7 separate regions of the Mus musculus genome follow, and all the other regions are linked to region 1. Evidence: chromatin contacts called from public ChIA-PET, HiChIP or PLAC-seq, Micro-C, capture Hi-C and promoter capture Hi-C data. All regions are on one chromosome and are shown on one strand. Each heading gives the region's core, a stretch centred on a gene start, on an enhancer-like site or on the middle of the called end of the contact. The rest is flanking DNA. Distances are from core to core; before and after follow the strand shown. Region 1 holds the start of Trim37 (tripartite motif-containing 37). Region 2 holds the start of Brip1os (BRCA1 interacting protein C-terminal helicase 1, opposite strand). Region 3 holds the start of Rnft1 (ring finger protein, transmembrane 1). Region 4 holds the start of Tspoap1 (TSPO associated protein 1). Region 5 holds the start of Supt4a (SPT4A, DSIF elongation factor subunit). Region 6 holds the start of Rps6kb1 (ribosomal protein S6 kinase, polypeptide 1). Region 7 overlaps Vmp1 (vacuole membrane protein 1).

What was found. Promoter capture Hi-C pulls out the DNA fragments that hold promoters and counts their contacts. Hi-C and Micro-C count contacts between places; a contact is called where the count stands out from the background. ChIA-PET counts read pairs in DNA pulled down with a chosen protein or histone mark. HiChIP or PLAC-seq counts read pairs in DNA pulled down with a chosen protein or histone mark. Capture Hi-C pulls out chosen DNA fragments and counts their contacts.
Region 2: a contact with region 1 is called in a capture Hi-C map of macrophages, with 4 times the contacts expected there. The contact joins the promoter of Brip1os here to the promoter of Trim37 in region 1. A contact is called at or near these places in 4 of 39 promoter capture datasets (cranial neural crest, hippocampal neurons, liver and 1 more), 1 of 484 Hi-C or Micro-C datasets (CD4 T cells), 2 of 115 datasets of contacts at active chromatin or transcription factors (astrocytes and large pre-B cells) and 1 of 9 other capture datasets (macrophages).
Region 3: a contact with region 1 is called in a FOXA1 HiChIP or PLAC-seq map of pancreatic cancer cells. The contact joins the promoter of Rnft1 here to the promoter of Trim37 in region 1. A contact is called at or near these places in 1 of 39 promoter capture datasets (hippocampal neurons), 2 of 484 Hi-C or Micro-C datasets (CD4 T cells and muscle stem cells), 2 of 115 datasets of contacts at active chromatin or transcription factors (astrocytes and pancreatic cancer cells) and 2 of 9 other capture datasets (adipose tissue and liver).
Region 4: a promoter capture Hi-C map of adipose tissue shows a contact between it and region 1. The contact joins the promoter of Tspoap1 here to the promoter of Trim37 in region 1. A contact is called at or near these places in 3 of 39 promoter capture datasets (erythroid cells, fetal liver and liver), 3 of 115 datasets of contacts at active chromatin or transcription factors (bone marrow-derived macrophages, memory CD8 T cells and microglia) and 1 of 9 other capture datasets (adipose tissue).
Region 5: a contact with region 1 is called in a Micro-C map of embryonic stem cells, with 7 times the contacts expected there. The contact joins the promoter of Supt4a here to the promoter of Trim37 in region 1. A contact is called at or near these places in 4 of 39 promoter capture datasets (cranial neural crest, liver and pre-B cells), 2 of 484 Hi-C or Micro-C datasets (embryonic stem cells and pre-B cells) and 1 of 9 other capture datasets (liver).
Region 6: a contact with region 1 is called in a promoter capture Hi-C map of pre-B cells, with 4 times the contacts expected there. The contact joins the promoter of Rps6kb1 here to the promoter of Trim37 in region 1. A contact is called at or near these places in 10 of 39 promoter capture datasets (the 3T3-L1 cell line, 3T3-L1-derived adipocytes, the C10 cell line and 6 more), 2 of 484 Hi-C or Micro-C datasets (B cells and embryonic stem cells), 6 of 115 datasets of contacts at active chromatin or transcription factors (astrocytes, bone marrow-derived macrophages, cardiomyocytes and 3 more) and 1 of 9 other capture datasets (liver).
Region 7: an RNA polymerase II ChIA-PET map of effector CD8 T cells shows a contact between it and region 1, with 8 read pairs. The contact joins the enhancer-like site here to the promoter of Trim37 in region 1. A contact is called at or near these places in 4 of 39 promoter capture datasets (the HPC-7 cell line, cranial neural crest, hippocampal neurons and 1 more), 2 of 484 Hi-C or Micro-C datasets (muscle stem cells and pre-B cells) and 4 of 115 datasets of contacts at active chromatin or transcription factors (astrocytes, effector CD8 T cells, memory CD8 T cells and 1 more).

Annotation. Positions count from the first base shown.
Region 1 is chr11:87,125,592-87,128,949 of GRCm38.p6, reverse strand. Trim37 (tripartite motif-containing 37) reads right to left here and starts at 1,875. Exons shown (of 24, transcript NM_197987.2): 1 at 1,456-1,875. The coding sequence starts at 1,476.
Region 2 is chr11:86,199,799-86,203,156 of GRCm38.p6, reverse strand. It overlaps Brip1os (BRCA1 interacting protein C-terminal helicase 1, opposite strand), which reads right to left and starts at 1,797. Exons shown (of 7, transcript NR_130959.1): 1 at 1,605-1,797. Brip1 (BRCA1 interacting protein C-terminal helicase 1) reads left to right here and starts at 1,964. Exons shown (of 20, transcript NM_178309.2): 1 at 1,964-2,048.
Region 3 is chr11:86,482,965-86,486,322 of GRCm38.p6, reverse strand. It overlaps Rnft1 (ring finger protein, transmembrane 1), which reads right to left and starts at 1,666. Exons shown (of 9, transcript NM_029788.5): 1 at 1,524-1,666; 2 at 1-262. The coding sequence starts at 211.
Region 4 is chr11:87,759,026-87,762,383 of GRCm38.p6, reverse strand. It overlaps Tspoap1 (TSPO associated protein 1), which reads right to left and starts at 1,843. Exons shown (of 32, transcript NM_172449.2): 1 at 656-1,843. The coding sequence starts at 982.
Region 5 is chr11:87,735,947-87,739,304 of GRCm38.p6, reverse strand. It overlaps Supt4a (SPT4A, DSIF elongation factor subunit), which reads right to left and starts at 1,754. Exons shown (of 5, transcript NM_009296.2): 1 at 1,637-1,754; 2 at 1,032-1,138. The coding sequence starts at 1,705.
Region 6 is chr11:86,543,249-86,546,606 of GRCm38.p6, reverse strand. It overlaps Rps6kb1 (ribosomal protein S6 kinase, polypeptide 1), which reads left to right and starts at 1,800. Exons shown (of 15, transcript NM_001114334.2): 1 at 1,800-2,041. The coding sequence starts at 1,901. It overlaps Tubd1 (tubulin, delta 1), which reads right to left and starts at 1,616. Exons shown (of 9, transcript NM_019756.3): 1 at 1,377-1,616.
Region 7 is chr11:86,585,460-86,588,817 of GRCm38.p6, reverse strand. Vmp1 (vacuole membrane protein 1) reads left to right here. Exons shown (of 12, transcript NM_029478.6): 11 at 2,220-2,322. Among named protein-coding and RNA genes, the nearest start is that of Mir21a, 3.0 kb to the right of the region's middle. RefSeq lists an enhancer at 989-2,622. Within about 2 kb of position 1,692, at least 277 of the 459 cell types and tissues checked have an H3K27ac peak or open chromatin away from gene starts, as enhancers often do. A contact at or near this core is called in the HPC-7 cell line, astrocytes, effector CD8 T cells and 3 more, where this site is marked.

The DNA of each region.
Region 1 (3,358 bases), core at 626-3,125:
CCTTACAGACAAATACTAAGTAAATTATGCCAAATACAGCATGCAGAAATACTTATAGTAGAAAACTGTGTATGTGTGTATCAGTAAGAAATGGAAGAAAGATTGCATGACTAAATACACAATGACAACTTTTTACTTCTGTGATTTCCACAATGGAGATGAACTACTTTTGTAATTAAGGGATGGAATTTGTTTTTAAGAGACAGTTTCACTATGTAGCTCAGGCCAGCCTGAAACACCTTGTGCTCACTATCTTGGCCTAGAAATCAGAGATCTGCCTGCTTCTGCTTCCCAAGGGCTGGGATTAAAGTATGCATCACTGAGTCCAGACATGAGCAAATTTTTAAGAAGATATACTGGAACGGGCAAGGTGGCTCAGCATTGCCAAAGGCTCCTACCACCAAACCTGAAGACCTGACTTCTATCCCAGGAATCCCACATGGTAAAAGGAGAAGCAACTCCAAGTTGTCCTGACCTCCACGCCGGCACATCAATGCACACCCATGCACACACTAAATAAACAAACATTTGTAAAGATATCGTGATTAGAGGCAAACTAATTCAGAATCTGAATTTCTGTCCTGATGTAATCAACTAATTATGTGAGCCTGAAAATCTGCAGCCACTATAAATGCGAGTGTCCCTATTGACATTAAGTTAATAACTAAAAAAAAATTGAAAACAGGGAAGTTTACCCACGTCTATTTTTACTCCATTCCAGAAAAATTAAACCCTCCTAAAACCAAGAAAAGTTTACAAAACCTTCACACAACTTTCACAAGAGCAATTAAGTAGAAAATTACTGATGGTCATAACTGCAAGACCAGGTCCTGAGAGATGCGGACTCTTAACTGGCTTTGGGAAGACAATAAAACCATGGGGGTGAACTGGGTTAATCTCAAGAGCAATGCTCAGTAAGTTATCCCTTATTTTTAAAAAGCAAAAATCATGTAGTACTTTAGTCTCTGAACGGTTCACGCCCCCCAGCCCCCAAGCAATCGTTTTGATGATTCTAGCCTTTATGGAAATACCCCAATCATGAAATCATCTTACAAGAATCAATGCTGGAAACTACTAGTCTTTAAGTCAGTCGAGTGTGAGAGAGGTGTGTGTGTCCTACAAAATGAACCGCTGAGGGTGAAAAAAATGTTTAATCATGCAGAGCAAGTCGTGGCGAGAAAGCAGGGCAAGTCCTTCCGATGAATTTGCAATTTTGCTCTAGAAAGGCTCAGCCTGCAAACAGCGACGAGAGCAGGTGCCAAGGCATCGCTGGAGCTCCGCAGCACCTGACTGCGGAACAGATTCAGCACCGGGCATGCTGAGGGCTGGAAGCACTACCGCCGGGCCAGCCTCCCTCTCCGCGACTCGCAGAGGCTGCCTCCCACAGGGAGGGCGAGCGCATGGGGCCCCGGATAGAAAAGGAGCCCAGCCGCCACCCTCCGTGATGCCCCTCACCTCCACACTCTGCTCATCCATTGCCTCCGGCTCTCGGCGGGGCCCTCGGCGACCCTCGGAGTCCGTGTCTGCGCTGTCAGGCGCCGGCCCGAGGTCGCCAGGTCAGCTGCGCTCACCTCAGCAGGCTCCCACAACAGTGCCACCTCCGCGCCCCATCCCGTCGGGTTCCCCACCGGCTACCCCGCATTTCGCCATTTTTTTTTATCCGCGCGCCAGCCCTGGGGCGGAGAGGGAAGGGCTAGCGGTAGCCGCAACGCCTTCCTCCCGCCTCAGCAGCTGGCCTGCGTCCGCGTGGGAGCCCTGGCCCACGTGACGCCGGCGCGCGCGTGTGAAAACCGCCGCGGGGCCCGTCCGGGGCGGAACAGGCGCCACAGAGAATTCGCAAACACCAACGGTAACCAGGGCAGCTAGAGGCGCGGCAACGGGGCGGACGCGATGCGCACGCGCACTCGGCGTTGCGGGAGGGGAGGGGAGGGGCGGGGCGGAGCGGGGCGGGAGGAGAGGCGGGCGCCCGGTTCCCGCGGTGCGCGCAGCACACGAGACTTGGAGAGGCGGTGCCGCGGGGAGGCGTGTCGGGCGTCGGCGCGGTGCCCTTCGCCTCGCAGATTTTACCGCCAGTGATGTAGGCTCCTTGGTGCGTCCTAATTGGAAGAAGCCACGCTCCCGAGTATTAGGAAGGGACGGAGAGTCTTATTTGCGTTCCCATTGTTTGTGGGTCACCTAAGGAGACCCTGGAGCCGGGAACTCTTGCTTGGTTAGTGTTTGCTTTCCGCCTCTGGGAGGAAACGCAGACTTTAAGCTTTAAAAAAAAAAAAAAAAAAAAAAAAACTTAGTCCCCCTCCATAGTAAATGCATTTGAAAGCTCCAATTGTAATGGACCGGCGATTTCTCTTGACCTGTTATTTTGAGACAAGGTTTCTTTAGTTCATGATAGACTGGACGTATAGTGAAGTCTCCAAGCTTCCTGGAAGTAAGGATTGCAGGGGAGAGGTACCACGTCTTCTCATTTTGGTGAGACAATTGGATCCACATCCCACCGACTAAGGCTTTCTTGCAGCTTGAGTTGTTTTTGCTATGGGGACTAACAAAGAGTCTAGGGAATCGCTTCTAAATTCCTTCCAGAAGAGACCAGTTAGGGTGCAGAAATTGAGGGTATGTGAGACAAAAGGCGTTGGTCAAATACTTAAATCTTAATTCTTCTCTTAAGCTTATTACAAAGTTATTTATGAACCCAATCCAGAGAATTGATAATCTAGAAAGAATCTTTTCGTTACTAGCAACATTTTTTAAAAATTATATGAACTATAAACAAGATTTATGGAGGTAGGACGGATGGCCCAGAGGTTAAGAATACTTGCTACTCCGGGGGAGGACCACTCTCTAACCCTGCCTTTGGTCTCCAGCCTATACTCCAACTCCATTCTGCCCACCTAAAACACCCACACTCACATGCACATATATTAATATAACCCAAAATAATCTACACACACATAATTTAATTAAGTAGAGATAGAATATGCTTTCACAAGCTGGGCATGGTGGAGCACTCGTTTAGTCCCAGCATTTGGGGGACAGAGGCAGGTGGAGTTCCAGGACAATCAGGGATACACAATGACACCGTGTATTGAAAAACCAAAAGCAAAAAAGGCTTTCATTTCAAACCACTTATGGTCTTTGAACTAGATGCAGGCTGATAGTTGCAGAATAATTTTACTAACGTGTCCTGAATTGTACCTTTTTGCTGATGTTCCCATGTCACCTGCACTGACCTAGAACTTGCTATAAAGCATATGCCAGCCTTCAACTCCCTCCTTAGCCTCTTCAGTGCTAGGATATACATAGGTATGCCACCACATTCTATTTACACTTTAAAATTTAATCTATACCTAAAAATTTGTGGAGG
Region 2 (3,358 bases), core at 548-3,047, 930 kb after region 1:
CAAGTTTCTGCAACTTCTTCCTAATATCTCTGCTAGATTGGTCAATAAAGGCAACAGTAACTGTTGCCTTATGCTCTTCACTGCTAGGATCATAGTGGGTAAACTGGCGAAAGGCCTCCATGAGTCTCTCTAGGAAGGCAGAGGGAGACTCATTCAGCCCCTGTACCACTTCCCTTACCTTAGTCAAATTGGTGGGGCAGTGTGCTGACCCTTTGAGACCTGCCATCAGAGCCTGGCGGTGGACCTTCAGGTGCTCCCTACCTTTAGGGGTGTTGAAGTCCCAGTTCGGTCTGGTCAATGGGAAGCCTGCATCAATATTCCCTGGCAGGAGGGAAGGGCGCCCACCTGACCCCGGGACATGTATCCTAGCCTCAAGGATTCGCTGCTTTTCCTCTGTGGTAAAGAGAACCTGAAGCAGTTGCTGACTATCTTCCCATGTGGGCTGATGGGAGAAGTGATTCAATTAAGTTAATTAGACCTTGTGGATTCTCAGAAAATGAGGGGTTATGAGTTTTCCAGTTATATAAGTCATTGGAGGAAAACGGCCAATACTGAAAGGCTGATGACCTTGTTCATCCGGGGACCATAGGCCGGGAGGGGCAGAATATGGGCACCCTCAGGAGTTGCCTCCACTGTCTCTGAGTCTCCTGAGCAGGTCCCTCTGACCTGGGGAGGGAGGAGGATGGCGAGTCCCCCTGATTCTCCAGGCGGAATGGGCGGGGCCAAAGGCCCTGCAGCTTGAGCTGCATGAGGAGAGAGAGAGAGAGAGAGAGAGAGAGAGAGAGAGAGAGAGAGAGAGAGAGAGAGGATAAAGGGGAGGGAGATAAAGAAGAAGATCAGTATCCGTGGTGGGGAGAACATCTTTCTTGGGCCTATCCTGAAGGGCGAAGATTGGCACAGCCATTGGTCCTGAAGAGGAACCGGGCGAACACAAGGAGGGGGATCGGTGACTAAATCTTCCCACACTATGATATATGGGACCTGATTAGGGTGGCTCTTCGAGCCAGCACCAAAAATGCACCTCTTGACGGACAATATAAGAGGCAGTGAGAAAGAACCCTCAGGAGGCCATCCAATCTGAAAGGTGGGCCACTCTGACGAGCAAAAAGTAAACCATTTATTTTTCTTCACATTTACTGAGAGATTGTGAGCTCTAGTCTTAACCTCCCTCCAATGTTCTAGAGTAAAACTCGGAGGGGTGGAAGGTCAGTGTCCCATTCTGTCCAAAAATAACGTCAGTCCCAGTCCACACACAAAAAGAAAAACAGAAAGTAAAATACCAACGCGCCCCTGCCACGAGCGCCACAGAAGATACACTGAATAACTTGGTAGTGGTCTCTTTGCCACTGACCCCCAGATGAAGTCGAGCCCTCCCGGATCTCGCGGATCGGATCCGACTTCCCACTCTGAGAGTCTGGAGCGTCCTCCAGGACTCTTCGTTACCGCAGCGTTAAGGTCGCTTCTGGCAACCCCCGGCAGACAACTCCTTTGCAAACCGAAACCAAACTGACTTGCAGCCGACTCAAAATAGAGGGAACAGACGGAATAGACGCGCGGAATAGACGCACGCCAAGGGCGGACACAAAGAGACACAGCCGCGGTACCTGCTCGAACAATCCTCCGGTCTCCTGTCACTGGACCCGCCAGCAGGACGATTCCCGGTCAATGCACCAAATGTAAGACCCGTCTAACGCCCATTTTGTGCTTCTTAAAGTCTCACAGTACAAGAATTTTTTTTTTTCCTTCAAGCAAATGTGCGGAACTTGTCCCAGTCTTTTTCGCGGGGTGGGGTTTGGGGGAGGGGCGGTGCTCGTCTTCCGGTCCCGCCAAGTACTCGAGGGTTGATTTTACTTCGCGGGCTCCCATTGGGCGGTATAGCGTTGGCCTCGTACGATGATTGGCTGTTTCCTTTTCCGGTCTGGCTGTGTGATTGGCTGACTGGGAACCGAGGGGCGGGAGGCGCGAATTCATCTGTGTGGCGCTGCGGAGTGCAGCCTGGAGAGGGAGGAGTGGCTGTACCTTGGTACCTGGCAGCGTCGGAACAGCCGGTGAGGGAGGACTTTCGTACTCGCGAGCTTTCCTTGTAGGTCGGCTCCGCGTTGCCTTCTGTCAAACGTCAGCCGTTCCTTTTCTCTGGGAGCGGGAGCCAGCCGTGGGCAAATGGAAAGGAGGGCGCGGGGAGGGGACGGGCTCCTGCAGGCTGGCGCCGGCGGGCTCTCGGGCTCTATGGTGTGGCTCCCCGTGGACATGTGAGAACTAGGAGCTTGGGGAAGGAAAGCTGAGGGCCAGGGAGCCTGTCCTTACATTCTGTGAACGCAGGCTGGAGGTAGCCCCAGCTTCCGCGGTACTTCTGGAAGGGCTACAGATTTGTTAACCCGCCCCCCCCCCCCCCTTCTCTTAAAGAGACAGGGTCTCACCCTCCAGCTCTGGCTGGGCTGGAACTCGGAGTGCAGACCTGGCTGCCCTCGATCGATCGTACAGAGATCCACCAGAGATTGTTGGGGGCCAGAAGAATTGCGCCACCACATCCGGAAGTGTGATTGTCTGATGAGTTTTGAGAGGAATGTTGCCACAGCTTCAGGCATAGATTGCCATCTCGATTAATTTTAGTAACACAATATTGAGTTTTTGCTTCAGAATAAGCTGTTAGAGTCCATTAAACCTCAGAGGTTTACAGATAAAAATCAGTGATTGGATACTTTTTCTAACAATATCTTTTATTTATTCTTTGATAGTTTATGCATATATACAAAGTATCTTGACCTATCCCCAGTACATCCTTCACACTGCTTCGGGACCCCTTCACACGCCCCTCCCACCCAATGAGTCCAATTAGTACTGCCTGATGGGATGTTGACAGGTCTCCTTGGCTTGATTTTATGCAGGTCTTGTCTGACAGAACAATATTTAGAAATGAAAAATAACTTAAGAGTGGTGGGTTTTTTGGAGCACAGAAGCTGTGGTTAAAGTTATTGACTTCATGACCTGTTGTACCTTCTGTCTTAACCATCTCCATTCACAGACTGAGTTTACCAGATTTTCTCACCACTGTCGAAATTCTTCAGTCAATAAAAGTGTCTGGGAGGTTAGGTGATGCAAACAGTGGGATTTAAATCTATTTTGTTTCAATTATAATCTCCTGATTTCAGAATTACTGAGCTGACTCAGCAGGTAAAGGACTCAACCGAGCTAGCAGTGTTTAATTCCTGAGACCCACATGGTGAGAGGAGGGAACCTATTCTGTCTCCAGAACACTGTCTTCTCACTTCCACACACGTGTCATGCCATGCGGGTTCTCCTCCCCCAGTAAACTAAAAGATGATTTAAAAAAAATTAAGTGAATTTCTGTGGAAAGATA
Region 3 (3,358 bases), core at 417-2,916, 640 kb after region 1:
CACATCCATGGGCACAAGTACAGACGCCTGACCTGGGATTTCTAGAGCTTGGATTTTCAGAATATTCTTTTGGTCCGGAGTTTATTTGGATATGTACATCCCCAGGGTGAAGGGAACCTTCTGTTGATCTTGAATGACCACACGGGGAGGCTGCAGCATCTTCATGTGCAGTGCCCGGAGGATCATGCAGTTGGTTACAGCTGGCTTGCATGGCCCTTGAGTATTTTCTCTCTAAAATGTCTTTGCTTCAGGACTCTTTCTCCTTAAAAGTAAAATCAAAGAGCAGAAAGCATTCTAAGTTAATCACAAGCAGTGCATCGGTTCATTAGGTGTCCTTTGTTCACTAAAGGGGCAGTTGACAGTCACAGACAAGTTTCAGGTCCTTCAATCTTTGCAACTGTCAAAGCTCTGCTGCCCTGCCCCACTCCAACCTCGAAGTCCAACTTGGCAAACCAAGAGTTTTGAACCAGGGGCTACTTAAAGTACAAAGCACTGCAGATGTCTTGATTTTTCAAATGTGCCAAAAGACATCAGCAAAGAGTCAAAGGGGTGCCCAGCAGATACCACAGTGAATAGCAGCACTAATGCTGAATAAGTTGGCTCATGTACTCTGAGGCAGAGTCCACATCAGGAAGTTTGCTAAGGGTGGGTGAGATGGCTGGGTAAGTCAAGACCTTTAATTTGAGTTAAATCCCCTAAACTCATATGGTGGAAGCAATGAACTGACTCCCACAAGTCCTCTGACACACACACTAAATAAATACAATAGATTTTTTTTTACAGATTCATTAATGTTTAGAAGGAAAAAAATCAGTGCCTTAATTAAGCATCAACAAAGATAATAAACACTTCATTTTATGCTGAAACAGCTTCCACAAAGCTAATAAGGTTTTCAGTAATTAATGGTGCCACCGAGAATATTGCTTCTCCTTCCAAAAGAATGTTAGTCAAATGCCTTTGAAAGAGGACCCTTAGGGGGAGTCATCACGTAATTGCTAAGTGATGCTTTAGTCTAAATAAGGAGTTAGCCTCCCGAATAAAAATGCCACCATCGGCTTGGTTAGGGGTGTCAGAAGAGAGGCTGTGGGCAGGGCAAGATCCCTACGTGATCCAGTGTGGATCTCGGACCAGGGTGCCAGAATCGTGCTGTCGCCCGACGAAACGCAGAGCCCACCGCCGGGCCTCTCCCGTTTCCCCCGCGATGGAGCTAGCTGCGGCGGAGGCTGGCTGGCTGAAACCGTGCAGTTACTGTGTGACGTTTCGAAGAGGCTCGGAAGCCACAGCGGCTCTATCGCCTCACTCTCTGAAGAGCGACTTGGGACAGGACAGTTTGTGTCTCTGCTATTAAAAAAGAAACACAAAACCTGCCCTCCTTCATACATAAACAAGAAAAGGGGAAAGGGAGAAAGAAAAGTCAACGCCAACTCTTCCGGAATCCGCGAGGACAGAGTTCTCCACCCACGTCCGAGCTTCGGCTCTTCTCCCCGGAAACCCTCCGCCTCACCCCCTTCCCCAGGCCTGACCTCTCATGACCAGGAGCGGGCGGCCTCGGCAGCCACAATACCAACAGCCCGACACGCGGCCGCAAGCCCTTCTCGCCAAGCCTTCAGCCTCGGACGCCACCAGCAGCGCTCGGCCTGGCCCCGCGGCGGCGCGCGCGCTCCCTAGACGTCGTCACGCGCGGCCCGCCTTCGCCGGGCCACGCCCTCGCCCAGTGGAAGAAGGAGCCTCTAGGCCCCGCCCCGCGCTCATCCCGGCCCCGCCCTTCCCAGCAGAGAAGGGAACCTTTAGGCCCTGTCCCGAGTCCCTAGCCCCGCCTTCACTGGGAGGAGGAGGAGGAGGGCGCATCTAGGCCCCGCCCTGAACATCGTAGACCCGCCCTGTCGCCCTGTGGCCCTGTTGGTGATGTTATACGAGTGGCGTAGTGGCGGACGTGTGTGCTAATTAAGTCTGCGTGGCTGTCACGTCTTGCGTGTATTAGTGATCAGTCACACGCTTCGGAGTCCTTCAGTACTTGAGGTTGAAAATGGGTAGGTCCAGGAACCTGCTCGGCAGCGGGCTGCGTACCGGGAGCCGCGATCTGGCTTCCGGCTGCGTGTTGCTAGCTACGCCAGACCCGCTGGGCTGCCTGGGCAGAGAGGTTGTGTGACCTGGATTCGGGTTCCAAGCCTGAAGTTGAACAGTGTGCCCTAGTTCGTGCCAGAACCGGGTGCCAGAACTGGATATCAGACGCGCCAGGAAGTTTGTGAGGCCCTGGAAGTAGATTTAGAAAACCCCGTGTTGGCGAGCAGGGAACTCGACTTCTAAAATAAAGGCTACTAAAGGGGAAAAAAGATACTACAAGGAAAAAAAAAAAAAACACAGTTCTGGAAAATCTAGGACATCATATGTATAACAGGATTCCTATGATTCTTGAAATTAAGTATTTCATCGGAGGCTGACGTGACTAGGCAAAAGTCTGGCGTTTTGCACACACTTGGCTTTTTGCAGAGACACTTCTGAGTTACGTGTCCAGTAATTTTGTCTTTCTACCTGACTTAAACCTTTCAAATACCTTGTCAAAATCTCCTTAGCCATGAAATTTTGTCTTCCTTTCATAGTAGTATAACTGAATCTACTGGTTTTAGCCTCAGCCCTTCATTCATCTTGAGACTATTCTTAAATTTCTCTCAAGTCAAAAAGCACTTTAAAAAATCCCAATGCTCTTTTGGATCTGCTTCTCTCTGTGACCAGCACATTAGCACTCTCTTTTTTTAAGACTTGGTCCCAAGTAGAACAGGCCTATTTGTGCCTGTGCGTGATGGTGACAGGTAGTGCCTGAACTGGTACGACAGAGGACACTTTTGGGAAATTTTCTCTCCTACCTTTATTTGGGTTCCAGGGAGCCAACTGAGACTGCAAATTTTGTGCACAGCAGAGATCCTATGTGAGTAGTTTTATTTTAAACTAAAATGAACGTATGATAAGCATTAGTGGCTCATGATTGTAATCCTAGAATTTTGAAGACTAAGACAGAAAGATGCTGTGAGTTCCAGGCCAATCTATGATACAGAGTAAAACTCTTTTTTTTTTTTTTTAAAGATTTATTTATTTATTATATGTAAGTACACTGTAGCTGTCTTCAGACACTCCAGAAGAGGGCATCAGATCTTGTTACAGATGGTTGTGAGCCACCACGTGGTTGCTGGGATTTGAACTCTGGACCTTCGGAAGAGCAGTCGGGTGCTCTTACCCACTGAGCCATCTCACCAGCCCCAGAGTAAAACTCTAAATCTCAAAAAATAACATAAATGCAAATTTAGGCAGCAGGAAAATCATGAAATGTCACATAATCACGCCCCAACGACAGCAGAACAAC
Region 4 (3,358 bases), core at 594-3,093, 630 kb before region 1:
GGAGTCTTCCGTGTGCAACATCGCCACTCTATAACCCAAGGGGTGAACAGGTTCTCTCTTGTGTCCCAGGCCTTCAGAGAGGGGTGCTACCAGGACCTAAGGAGAAGGGACAGGCCCATCCTCCATGCCTTCATGCCTTCAGCGGCAGCCTCACACCATTCTGGGGCATTTCCTGCTCTTCCTCTATGCTTGCCTTTCTACCCCACAGCCTTTTAGGTAATGGCAGATCAAACTCCCTCCCCATCCGTCTAGACATCTTGGGTCTGTAGAGTCCCCTGCCCTCCACTAAAGTCCTGCTTCCTTCATCCTCTCCAGTAGCTAGCTCACTCACACCCACCCACAACAAAATCTTCCTTGGCTCAGCCCAGCACCAAGCCCACCTCCACACCCCCCAGCATACCAAGATTCCCCCCAGACAGACTCGTGGTGGAAGAGACCTAACATAATCAGAAAGAGACACATGTACCCACACTGAGGGCCAGAGCCAGAGAGAACAGAGCGAGGCCACTTAGATTCCCGTCCAAGGAAGGAAGGACAGATAATCACACAGGCAGACTCACAGACAGAGAGAGACAGAGACAGAGACAAGAAATGTGGGCAGTGGGACTACAGATTATGGCCAGTCCATCTTGCAGCCCTCTCCATCCTCTCTTACCTTATAAGCCTGTGCCTCCTCCTCCTCCAGCCCGGAACAGCTGTACCCAGGGCTCTCTGCTTGCTGCCCCAGCTTAGGCAGCCCGGTCTCTGTTGCTTCAGGATCAGTATTTCCGACAGGTCCAGGGCTATGAGCTCCCTCAGGCTTGGAACTCTCTTCAAACCTCAATCCTTTAACCTGCAGAGCTGTCGGAGTACCAGCAATGCTTGGAGATGCATCTCCAGGTTTGCACCCCTGGCCCTGAGTCCAGTGCTGCCAGGCAGGCAGTGCCCATGGCTCCATGGCTCCAAGGTCTCCAAGCCGTGGGAGGGTTGTCAGTTGCTCCATGGTTTCGGCAAGGGGCCCCCGAACCTGGACCTGGGGACATCACCAGCGGGAAGACTGACAAGGGTCATGCCAGACTAGACCATTCTCCCTGTAAGTGTTTGGCTTCACCGAGTCCATCAGAGGTTGGCTGAGCTCTTCCCACCCACGAAGGAGGGTTCAGAAGGTATCGGGGTTGCCAGACTGGAGCTGGGGTTTGCTCATGGTTCTCTCTCTCTCTCTTGTGTGTGTGTGTGTGTGTGTACGGGGTGTGTGTGGGGGGGTGAGAGACCACCACCAGGAGTGCCTGGCTGAAGGTATATATGTACGTGTGCCTCCAGGTCTGTCCCTGCAGGTCAGTGATGTTTTATTATGTGATTGGAGGATGAATACTCCGACTTGTGTATGTTGAGAAGGGTGGTGCTATGTGTCACTGTCTGTGCCTATTTAAGAGTTACCAGTTGTTTCTGCGTGGGGGTAGGGGCTGTCTGTATTGCAGGGCTGTGGCAGTGTGTGATGCTGTCGCCGGTCCTGTCTCAGTGTTGTAAAGCCCGGTGTATCTGTAGTGGCGTGTGTCTTTCAGTGTCTGTGAGTCTGGCCACCCATCACGACCACTCTGCCTGGAAAGGGTCCGCAGGAGTTCCTGGGAATGATCCCCAGTGATCCACTGTGGTCCTTTATCTCCAGCTTTTCTCTCCGCTGGCTGCCGCCGATCAGTTGCTTGCTGGGTGGCTGGGCGGTCCTAAGGAGGCCTGGGTCGATGGGCGGCTTGCCTCATAGTCTCTGCCTCAGCTAGTCTCAGCTCGAGGGACTGCAAGGGTCCCTCGCGGTCCCGGAGCTCCCCAAATGAGATGGTGGGCACGAAGGAGGGCAGAGCCTCAGAATGGGGAGTGGGGAGCAGGGGAGCATCATCATCCCTCCCTTCCCCCTCCTCCTCCCCTCCTGCCCACCAATAGGAAGTCAGCTGCTGGTTTCCATGACGATGGAGCTGGACTGGTGGGCTGGACCGGCAGGCAAGCTGGCAGGGTCGGGACAGTGGAAAGAGCAGGTTCCTTACTGGATGGTAGGTTAGAAAGCTACCCCCTCCGGACCCCCCAACATGGCCTCTTCATCCCCTTGACCCCACAGACCCTCACTTCCAGGGTGCAGAGGAAAGGGAGTAGAGACAGTCCTCTCCTTTCAGGCAAGACTGATGGGGATAGAACAATGTGACAGAGACCTAGCTGTAGAAAAGGACAGAGCTGAAATGGTGGGATTTGGAATAAAACAAAGAAATAAAAGTCTGAAAATAGAAAGACGAGCAAAAGGACAGAGTGTTGAAATAGGCTGAAAAACGACTTCAGCTTCCCCATGGCAGATCACATTTGGGGGACAGCCCAGCCTTCACAGGCTAGCAGGAGAGATCATAAGACAGGACCTTTTGGGCTGATTTTCCCTCAACCATCAGGAAGTTCATCTTCTGTCTAGCATTAGGCTTTATTTATTTACTTGCTATGAAAAAAAAATGGCTTTTGGGAACAAGGACATAGGAATTGCCCCAACCTAGGTGTCTGCCTGTATGTGGGGCACCTAGATCTCGAGAGATAAGAATGTTGCTCCTAGACGCAAGACAAGCCAAGGTCGAGGGCCCTCATGTGGCACCCCTATGGAATAGCAGCTAAAGCATAGAGAACACCCCCCACCCAGACAGTAGGCTCCACCCAGGCCAGAGCCAATGGAACTGGGTAGGGGTTGGAGTTGCATAAGAGAGAAGGTAACATTCATTTCTCTAAAGCAGTCTAAACATCAGTACACATGCTATGTCATGTAACTTTCAGTCAGCATGCATATGCATGTCATATTACATGTATGTATAGAAGAGTATGCATAGTATGTCTGTGTATACATGGAGATCACTGCATGTATGTGTGCTATTTTGTCTATGAATCTCATTGGATATATATCTGTGCATGGTTTTGTGTCATTGTATGTCTATTTGCTACAATGTCTATGTGCATGCAATTACGTATGAGTTTATCATTGCATTTTGCTATAAATCACAGATATCATGCCATTATACAGCACTAACACATTATGACATACATTGTCATATAATAATGTACAATGGCATACAATGATCTATGTACATGATAAACTTGCCTGGCATGATGTGCACGCAGTCTCTGTATATATATTCTCACCCCTCCATGCCTAAGGGGACTGTCTATAAGATCATCTCAGGATACCCCACTAAGTTCTCAAATGCTTAAGTCCTTTTATGTAAGGTGATGAAATATCCGCCCATGGCTTATACACATCCTTCTGTATACCCAAGGTCTCTTGCATGCTAGGCAAGCACTCTACCACTAAACCATATCCTCAGCCCAGCCCCACCCCACCCCCATGCCTTAAATCATCTCT
Region 5 (3,358 bases), core at 505-3,004, 610 kb before region 1:
TGAGTTCCAGGCCAGCCAGGGCTACACAGAGAAACCCTGTCTCGAGGTAAAAAAAAAAAAAAAGTCCTCTTAGCCACTACTTAAAACAATAAAGATGAAAATAACTTCAATATTTATTTTTTAATTTTTTTTTTGGTTTGAAATCCACCTGTCTCTGCCTCCCAAGTGCTGGGATTAAAGGCGTACGACACCACTTCCCTGCTTCAATATTTATTTTAATCAAATAACCCTAAAACATTGTTTCAATATTTAACTAATCTTTTAAAAATTCAGATCATTTGACATCCTTTTTCCTCACCCTGAATCTTTGTTTGCTGGTATGTATTTGACACTTAAGCATATTCGAATTTGAACTAGCCACATGTCAAGTACTCAGTAGCTACTGAAAGAAAGATGAAATTTCAAGACCTGTAAGTCATATAAAGTACTCAGAAATTGCTGGTTGTTTGTGAGCCTAGAGGCTGCCTGGGGCTGAGAAAAGAGAAAAACAAACCTGGGTATGCCCCATAGTTAAAACATTCCTGGGAACATCTTGACCATAAGATAAAGGGGAATGTGAGGACATAACAGGGCTATCTGAACTGAGTCAACTACTCACAGAACTCTGACACCCTGCACGTACATGTAATCTTTCTGTTAATGTTTGAATAAGCCAATAGTGTGTCGCTATGCTCAATTCCACACCCCTAAGCCCCTTACCCCATAAAACCCCCAAGCTTTCGAGCCTCGTGGCCGGCATCCGTTATCTCCTGTGTGGGATACATGTCGGTCCGGAGCTCCGTAATTAAACGTCCTCATGTAATTACAGCAAGATGGGTCCTCGTGTTTCTTTGGGTGCTCTCACACTCCTGAGACTAGAGCGGGGGTCCCCGAAAGGGGGTCTTACACTACAAAAGTTTACAGCTACTGGGCTGGACACATAGACTAGCTCTCAGAACTGCTGAGACCAGCTAGTCTTATGACCTCAAAAATCTATCCCATATTAACTTTCTGGGTGCAGAAGTAAACAAAGGCGCGTGAAAGGGGCTTACCCATCAAATGAAGAGCTGGTGCAGTCATAAACCATCTCTCTGTTGCCCTTCATTTGTAGGTATGCATCGCAATTGTCACACCCATCATATTCGAACTGGTCTATAGTCTGGAAAGAAAAAAAAAAAGCAAGTATGAGCATGAACAACGCCTTAATATTTCAACAAAGCCAACCTCTTCGTTTTCTATACAACCCAACACCCTCTCCTCTCCAAACTGTTCCTAAACTCCACCCTCATACCTTTTTGCTCGCGTCCCTAATTCAGCTTACATATTTTCTAGCCTCTTTGGGGTCAGGTACCCTCTCCTGCTACTCTCTCGGCTGCTCTGGCTCCTAGTGTCTTTCCAGTCCACCACAGCAAGTTCACCGAACGTCTGTCGGGGAGACAAACTTGTGCTCAGTTATGCCGAGAACTGCAACGCAGCCCCCAGTAGGCACAGCCACCCGGCTCGCGTTCCGTGGACGGAAACAACGGCTCCCTTAGGCTTTCGGGCTTCCCACTCCCCGAATCTCAGAGCCTTCCTTTCCTGTGTCTGGCCCCATTTCACCCTCTTTCTCCCGTTTCGCCTCCCCGATCGCTCCTACAACCAAGGCCCCAACGGACACCTTGACTAACGAGCACAGCAAACAAGCCCGCAGATGCCGCAGGTCCTTTGGTACCGTCTCCAGGGCCATCCTCACCGATACGACAACACAGGTTCCTCCAGCCGCAGGAAGTAAACAGACCATTACCCAGAATGCCAGACGCGTCGGGCACGCAGCTTCCGCTTCCGGTGCCGGCCATCGCAGGCCCCGCCCCTCCCTCCCCGTGGAGAAGATGGTTCCTCCCGCGGGAGCGCTGGGCGGGGCCGCCCGGTCACCTGGGCCGCGCGCGCGCCCGTCACCTGGTTCGCGAGAGCGAGCGGAAGACGGCGCGCGCGCTGGGAGCTGATGCGCCCGTAGGGGCGGGGCAGCTGGGGGAGGTTGGAGCATGCGCAGGAAGCGTGGAGCGGGGCGACTGGCGGGACTGCGCCTCGCGACGCGGGCCTTTTGATGGAGCCCAAAATGCTCTGGCCTGAGTGCTCTTCAGACTCCCGAGGAAAACCTAGATTGTTTTGTCTGCTTGTTTTATTTTGTTTGCTCATTTATTGAGACAATGCTAATTCCTAAGTTGGCCTCTGAGTACGGGACGGTGATCTTGAACTCCTGATCTTCCTGCCTTCACTTTCGGAGTTCTGGGATTATGGGCGCGCACCACCACGCCCGGGTATTTGACTTTTTGACACAAGCCCCTCGTCTCAGTGTCCGGAATGCTCAGAATACAAGCCCGCCGCTTCGCGCTAGGTTGTTTTAAGGCTCGAGGCAATGAGTCTTGCCTTTCTGGACGCCTGCAGAGACAAAAACCCGACGAGGCCCCACCCCTTCTTGTAACTGGGAGAGCGTGATAGGGTTTCGTTTGCGGTCCCCAGGAATGCTAGCTTGAGCCGTGCCGACGGGGAAAGGGGAGGCGTGTTGGATAGAGGGAAACGCGTATTTAATTCCTCCTAAAAGCCTCTCGATTGCGCGCCTGGCTCATAATTTACGCTTTGTAAAACTCTCGGCACATTTAGACATAATTCCATGGGAACATCTGTGGATTAGGTATCTCACTTCTCATACTCTAACCCCACCCCAGCTGCCAATGTGCTTACTGTGTAGGACACAAAATTCCTCCTTGTCTCCTTAAATGGCACCGAGATAATATCCTGAGCAAACCATACAGAAATACGAGGTCTGGTGCGGTGTGAACAGAGCAAAGGCTCTTGGAATGTAGGCAAAAGCCTGGTCATTTGTGTTTATCTGAATTGGAGCGCTGGGATATAAATAGTTGCAATCCCGCTGTTCTGTCCTTCCAGCCCTTCTCATTGAAACTGAGGGACAGCAAGACTGATTCTAGGCTTTATCCCAAACTGCATCCACATGGGGTTCAGTGACTGGGTTTTAGATACTTTCTAGCACCGGGAAATCTCTTTTCAGTTTGGAATACATTTTCACTGTGCTATCTCATGTAAGCCTTCTATCATCTCTGAAGGAGGATCATTTTATTTATGGTAAAAGGCAGGTATCCTGCTGAGGAGCTGGCTCAGGACCCACCACATATAAGTGGGATTTGATGGTCTGCTACTCTAACCATAGCACTGGGGGCCAGAGATAGGCAGATCCCAGGGACTCCAGGCAAGTTCAAGTGAGAGGCCCTTGTTGTTTGTATGTTTGTTTGTTTGTTTGTTTTGAAAGTCTTTATTCTGTAGCTCGGGCTGTCCTGGCACTTGCTGTATCGATTAGGCTGCCCTCACACTCCTGTGAGTGCAT
Region 6 (3,358 bases), core at 551-3,050, 580 kb after region 1:
GTCCCCATCTAAGAATCTAGTCATTTCAAGAAATTCCCTCACTCTATAATTTGGGGGATTTAGGGTTCACTGGCCCAAATTCATTCACATACAATTCAATGGTTTCCAAAATATGATTCACATTCACTGTTGTCCCAAGTACACTTTTAAAAGAAAACAAATAAACCATAACAAAAGTGTTGGTTGTGGGGGCTGTGTAGCCACGGGGACCGGAGCCTAGAAGCAGCACCCACATAGCAAGCCAGGAGTCCTGTGCAGGCCTGTAGTTACAGAGGCAAGTCCAGTGCGGACAGAAGGACCACTGTGGATAGCTTCCACTTGGTTGAGAAAACTCAGCCCCAAGTTCAGAGAGAGAGAGAGAGAGAGGGAGAGAGAGAGAGAGAGCTGGATGCCCTCATCTCCTGTGCATTTGCATAAGTGCTCACATTCACACACATGTGCATATATACTCACACACATAAATAATCTAAAGGAAATATGATCCTGAAGGAATTCTTTGTATACATTTCACACTACATGGACATCAGAAGTTAGCTCAACAATAGAACATTCAATAACATTAATTTTCTGTTTTCTCACCAACCGTCTTCTGGCCCGGAAAGCACAGTTAAGATCAATAAGCCCAGTCATGGTGGCTATACCTTTAATTCCAGTACTCAAGAGACAGAGGTAGGCAGATCTCTGAGTTTGAGGACACAGAGAGTTCCAGGACAGCCAGGGCCACATAAAGAAATCCTGTCTCTGAAAACCAAAAACCAAACCAACTAGCATAAAGTTGGATCCAGGCATAGTGGTGCAAGCCTTTCAACCCAACAACACTTGGGAGGCTGAGGCAGACCGATCTCTGTGAGTTTGCACCTACACAGTGCGTTCCAGGACAGCCAGAGCTACATAGCGAGATCGTGTCTCGGAAAGAAAAGAAAGAAAAACAAAGTTGGAGCTTAGAGAAAGACCAGATAAAATATGAAACTAAATCTTTATTATTTTTAAACGACGTTGTTTGTTTTTAGACAACATCTCTCTATGTAGCCCAGTTACGCCTGAAACTGTCTAATTAGTCTGGGCTGACTTGAAACACATGATCCTTCTGCCTCAGCCTCTCGGAGAACAGGGACTATTTTAAAAAGAGTATTTTTGATAAGTGCTTCACATCAAGTCTATGTAGCCCCGGAAAGGAGCAGAGGCTTGTGAACCAGATTTTCAACTTAACGTCTAAGACTGCATTGTAGGTAATTCTATTCTCACTTTACAGTTAAGGAAATTGAGTTACCGAAGGGTTATGTAACTTTTCCAAGCCACTGAATTAGCAAATAGCAAAGACAAGAGTCTCTCTTTGCCTTTCTTCCCTATCAGCTCCCCGGTAACCCCACACTCACTGACAGCTCTGCGACCGGCAGTTTCAGTTCGGTTCAAACTTCAGAAGACCAACCCTCTCACTACGCGCATGCTCACTTTCAATACTTTAAAAAAAAAAACTACTTAGAACAAATAAATGCGCTCGCTCCTTATGCGAAGAGCTCTGCTGAGGGCTTGTCTTTTTTCGACCCTCGTTTCCCTTCTTCTATTTAGGAAGGCTAATCACGCATGTTCAATTTCAATTTATCAACTTCAGATATGGTACGCATGCTCCGTGTCCGGCAAACGCCTTAGACAGAAACGCGCAAGCTGTACTTTCCCGGCTTGGCTTCGGACGGTGTTCTGCGCATGCTCCTGCCAGTACCTGGCCCCGGGAGCTAATGCTACGCATGTCCGCTGCCCACTGTATGGCTTCAGAAGACTTTGTACGCATGCGCCGGAGCTGAACTTGAGGAGCCAGTCTGGGGCCTAGGCGCAGACGCATTGAGCTTAAGCAGCCGGTGATGGCGGCAGCAGCCGTGGAGTCTGCGGCGGGTCCGGGCCCATGAGGCGACGACGGAGGCGGGACGGCTTTTACCTAGCGCCTGACTTCCGACACAGGGAAGCTGAGGACATGGCAGGAGTGTTTGACATAGACCTGGACCAGCCAGAAGATGCAGGCTCTGAGGATGAGCTGGAGGAGGGGGTGAGGCCCGGGGTCCCCGGGGTATGGGCGGCGGGGTGGGGGGGCAGCGGCGAGGTGACAGGGCCGGGGTGGCGGCGTGGGCCCGGGAAGCCTGGTGTGCCCGAGGGCGTGGAGACCCGGGGGGGACGCGAGCGGTCTCCGGGAGGAGCTGAGGCGCCGCGCGGCCGAGTCGGGGAGCGGGCGGGCGGGCGGACGGACCTGGCCCTAGGTGTGAGGCCTCTGCGGGGCGCGCAGGTGCAGGGCTCGCCCTGATCCCTAGCTGAGCGCTGCCCCGGAGCAATGTGTTTCTGGAGCGCCGAGGAGAAAAGGCGCGCGGTCGGCTTCTGGAGCTGTGGGGCTTGAGTGCGGCCCGGGTGGTGTGAGCGTGTGCTGGGGGTGGGGAGGGCCGATCTTGTTGGGGTGTCCCCCTTAGTGCAGGTGAGATGCGGAAGGGTTTCCCTGTGGAGTGTAAGATTGCAAGCCTTAAATCTTCAGACTCCCCACAACCACCTCTCTTCTCGGCCTGTCGCTTCTCTCCTAGGAAGCGCTCAGCTGTTAGAAGTGACAGCTGAAAACTTCTGTCGGGAGTAGCACTGCTGTGACAGCCACCAGGAGTTTTATTTCGGGAGCAAGGGGGCTCTGCTGCATCTTCCAGGGTTTGTTTGTTTGCCTTTTATTTTTAACCCCCCTTCCGTGTGACTTTTTAAAGGAAAAAAAAACCCCCATTCATAACGACACACGGCATTTGTAAGTTAATTCCCTTCAAGTTGAAGATGTCTATATTTTTTTTTCAGAATAATTTATGTAATTGTAGGGTGGGAAAAAAAGCGTTGACAGCTGTGATTTGTCTCGCCAAAAATAAATTGCTTGAACCGAGACTTGTGAATAGTGGTGTGAGGGTTTTCCTTGCTGAAGTTTAAATTTAGAGTCGCTTTTCTAGTGCACATCTTGGCTTTACCTTTGCTGTCCTAGTAGTTTGTTATTTATGTATACCATTTTTTCTACAGTAATACTTACTGAAACGTACATATTTTACACCAAGGGTTAAAAAAATACATCAAACTAAATAACCAATCTTGGACAAATGTCATCAGTAATAACCTCCTAGTGACTTTAAATGTCTTTAAGTCATCTGTAGAAGAATATGGGTTTATGGCTGATGTTAGATAGTTGCTGTATTTACATGGGGTCTCCTTCTCACCCCCAGTTTTCCTTTAGTGAATAAATTGTGCCCTTCTGGCAAACTATTGAAATGCTATGTATAAAGGACTTTGAACACTTTAGGAAATTAAGTGGGCCCACATAGATTATTCTTTTCATAATCAAGTGAGTCTCAGT
Region 7 (3,358 bases), core at 443-2,942, 540 kb after region 1:
GCAGGAGATCAGGAGTCTTGGCAAGTGTGGATTGTACAACAAGTTCTAGCCCAGCTGAGCTATTTGAGCCCCTGTCAGGGGCTGGAGAGATGGCTCAGTGGTTAAGAGCACTGACTGCTCTTCTGAAGGTCCTGAGTTCAAATCCCAGCAACCACATGGTGGTTCACAACCATCCATAATGAGATCTGACACCTCCTCTGGTATGTGTGAAGACAGCTACAGTGTACTTATGTGTAATAATAAATAAATCTTTAAAAAAAAAAAAGAAAGCTGACACAGTGGTTAAAAGCACTTGTTGTAGTAGCTTTAATTTTTTTTTTTTCATTCAAAATCTCTGGTGTAAGAATACTTTGTGGGGACCTGTGAGGTGGCTCTGCAGGTAAGGATGCTTAACAAGCTGAGTTAGGTTCCCAGGACCCACATGTAGGAGGGAAGAACCAGACGTTGTCCTCTGGGTACAGTGGTGCAGTCAAAGGCAGTGTATCTGTCCACACACTTTGCTGGAATTGTTTTGTTATCTAGAGAATATATTCCTAGTGTAAATGGAGAGACTAATTGCCTTCCTGCCTGTACTATAAGGAAGAGTTGCTTAAGCTCCTAAGGAGATGTCCACCTACTGAGAGCGAGTCCCACCTGGGACTGCACTGCCTCACTGTTTGCCATTGTAGGTCTGCGGTTGGCAGTCGGCAGTCGGACTGCATTGCCTCGCCCTCAAAGCTTGTCTGTTTAGGCTATAATCACCATCCCTCAGTCATCTCTCCTTCCCCTCCCAGTTCTCTTAGCGTTTATTTTCTACATTGAGTCTCTAGGATTGTACTTTCTCCTGTTTGGTTTTGTGGCAAGGTCTCCGTGTAGCTCTGGCTGTCCTAACTGTCCCTACAAAAGACCTCTTAACTCACAGAGACTCACCTGCCTGTCTCATGAGAGCTGGGACTACTTGAGTGTGCTAATATGCCCAGCTGCATTTTGCTTTTCTATTTTATAGTGTGGACACAAAGTAGGGACTCCATTAAACGTTAAAGATATTACTAGGTAAAAGACTGATAGGTAATAATAGTACAAAAGAAAAAGAATGGCTAGCAGTTGGGAAGTTGTTGCTGGCTGGCAAATATAGTAGCAAAAAAGAGTCTTCTCTTATTATTCTGCTTGGGGGGGGGTGAGGAAATCGTTCACTGGTGTCAGTACGCTTTCGGGGTAGCACTGGGCACTGCGCACATGTGCCTGCTATACTTTTTCTGGCCCTAGGAAAAGTACGGGCTTATTTGCCTTGTAGCAAATAAGACAGATGAGAAAATAAAGGGTACAGGAAGTAAGGGTGTTTACTTTTCAAAGTTGCCCCACAGTACCGTTTAACACAACCTGTTAGCTATCAAAAGAAAAGGAGGGGTGGCGGGGGACCGGAGCCTGGTAGCTTCAGTTGCCAGACCGGTTTTACAGCCCTAGCTCTACGAACTCTGGGGACCTTGGTTGGTCCAGAGCCTTATCAGAGATAGCTATCCAGACATCTTGGAACAAGCTGTTTAGTAATGTACAGGAGTTTCTGGGCAAACATCCATCATAAGCCATGAAATGATTCAGGGTCCGCAGTTCCTCTCTGTTCCTTTGTTAATCACTGACTTCTGGCTGGGGGGAGGTGCCTCCCCAATGTGCTAATGCATTCTTTTTGGATAAGGATGACGCAGGGGTTGTCCTAATAAGGACTTAGATTGAGAAAGCACCTCCCACCCACCCCATCCCCCTGAGAAGACGGGACAGTCAGAGAGAGGGAGGGCAGTTTCTTTTTTAACTAGAGATGACACAAGCATAAGTCATTTCCTTATTAATCGGTTTAAACCAGTTCTTACAGGAACTAGTGGTGATAAATGTGGGACTTCTCAGAAGTCATTCATTTTATTCTTTGTGCCACAGCAGTGTGCAGTCTCAGCTGCACTAGCCTCGCCCTCCTGACATAGCAGTGGCTCTGAGCTCTCTCCTACTTTCTCCCAAATGCATTACTGCTGGCGAGACCTCTAAGGAGTTCAGGAGGAATTTTATCACTATCCAAGCTTCACAGGATTGCTGTGACCCTGATTGTTGAATTTTGTCCTTTTTATGAAGTCCTTGCCGCCCTTCTTTTCTTTTTTTTTTTTTTTTTTTAATCTGAAGGGTAAGTAGATTTCCTTTAACATTTCTCTTGCTTTTCTTCCCAAATGTGTCTTTCCTTTGGTACCTGCCTCCAGTGCTGTCCCCGGCATAGGTCCGTCTCTGCAGAAGCCTTTTCAAGAGTACCTGGAGGCGCAGCGGCAGAAGCTTCATCACAGAAGTGAAGCGGGCACACCGCAGGTGAGGATCCCTCCTGCTTCTCCCCCCTCGGCAGGCATCAGCAGGCTCAAACTAGATCCGGAGCTCTCCGGGTTTTAGATGGGGTGGCTGAGGGAGTTTATTGGTCTATGTCTAGTGGCTTTTCAGAAACAAGGATGGGGTAATGGAAGACAGGATTCTGTTGTGTGTGATGCTGTCTTGATCTTACATGAGTTATTACATACATTTCCAGGCTAGGTTAAAAAGTTAACACGTGCACCATCACCAAGCAGTAGGTAAAATGGTTATCCCCTTTCATTTCTGCTGTAGGAAAGCAACTGCTTGCTTGCTTTTCTTTTCTTTCTTTCTTTCTTTTTTCTTTTCTTTTCTTTTCTTTTCTTTTCTTTTCTTCTTTTCCTTTCTTCCTTCCTTCCTCTCTTTCTTTCTTTCTTTCTTTCTTTCTTTCTTTCTTTCTTTCTTTCTTTCTTTCTTTCTTTTTTCTTTTAAATAAAGCAAGGCTTTTACCACAGCTGAACTTTTAACTTGAATAAACTGCCTGGCCGTTTTGCCTTCAGTTCCTGAGGCAGAGGAAAGAACCAGCAGATGTGTAGGCAGCACCCTGAACAGGGAGCCTGGGGGAGAGCAGCCGCTTTCCCTTGGCTTTAGACTTCAAATAGCTCTTTGCCGCTGTGGCCAAAGAGGGCTCACATTTATGTTCTAAAAGCAGCTCTCAGAGTTTAGGTCCTCTTCCCCTTCCAAGCAAGGTCTGCAAGGCTGTAGAGAAAGTATAGACTCTAACCAGACCACTCTGTCACAGTGTAAAAGGACAGCCCACCCTCCCATCCCTCCCTAAGCCATACAGGTTAGCATCAGCTATCCATCCCACAGCTTGAACTGACAACCTAGTGTGGAAAAGCTTGGCCTGAATGTGGATTTCAGCCTACCTAGAGACCGGTTTTTAGTTGTTTGGGTATAATAGGCAAGCCTCAAGTTCTCATTGTTTCCCTTGAAGTGTTGCAAATAATCTCCTTAGTGTTGAACCGAGGAAACCCTTTTTCTTGAATTGTTCTGCTTTCTT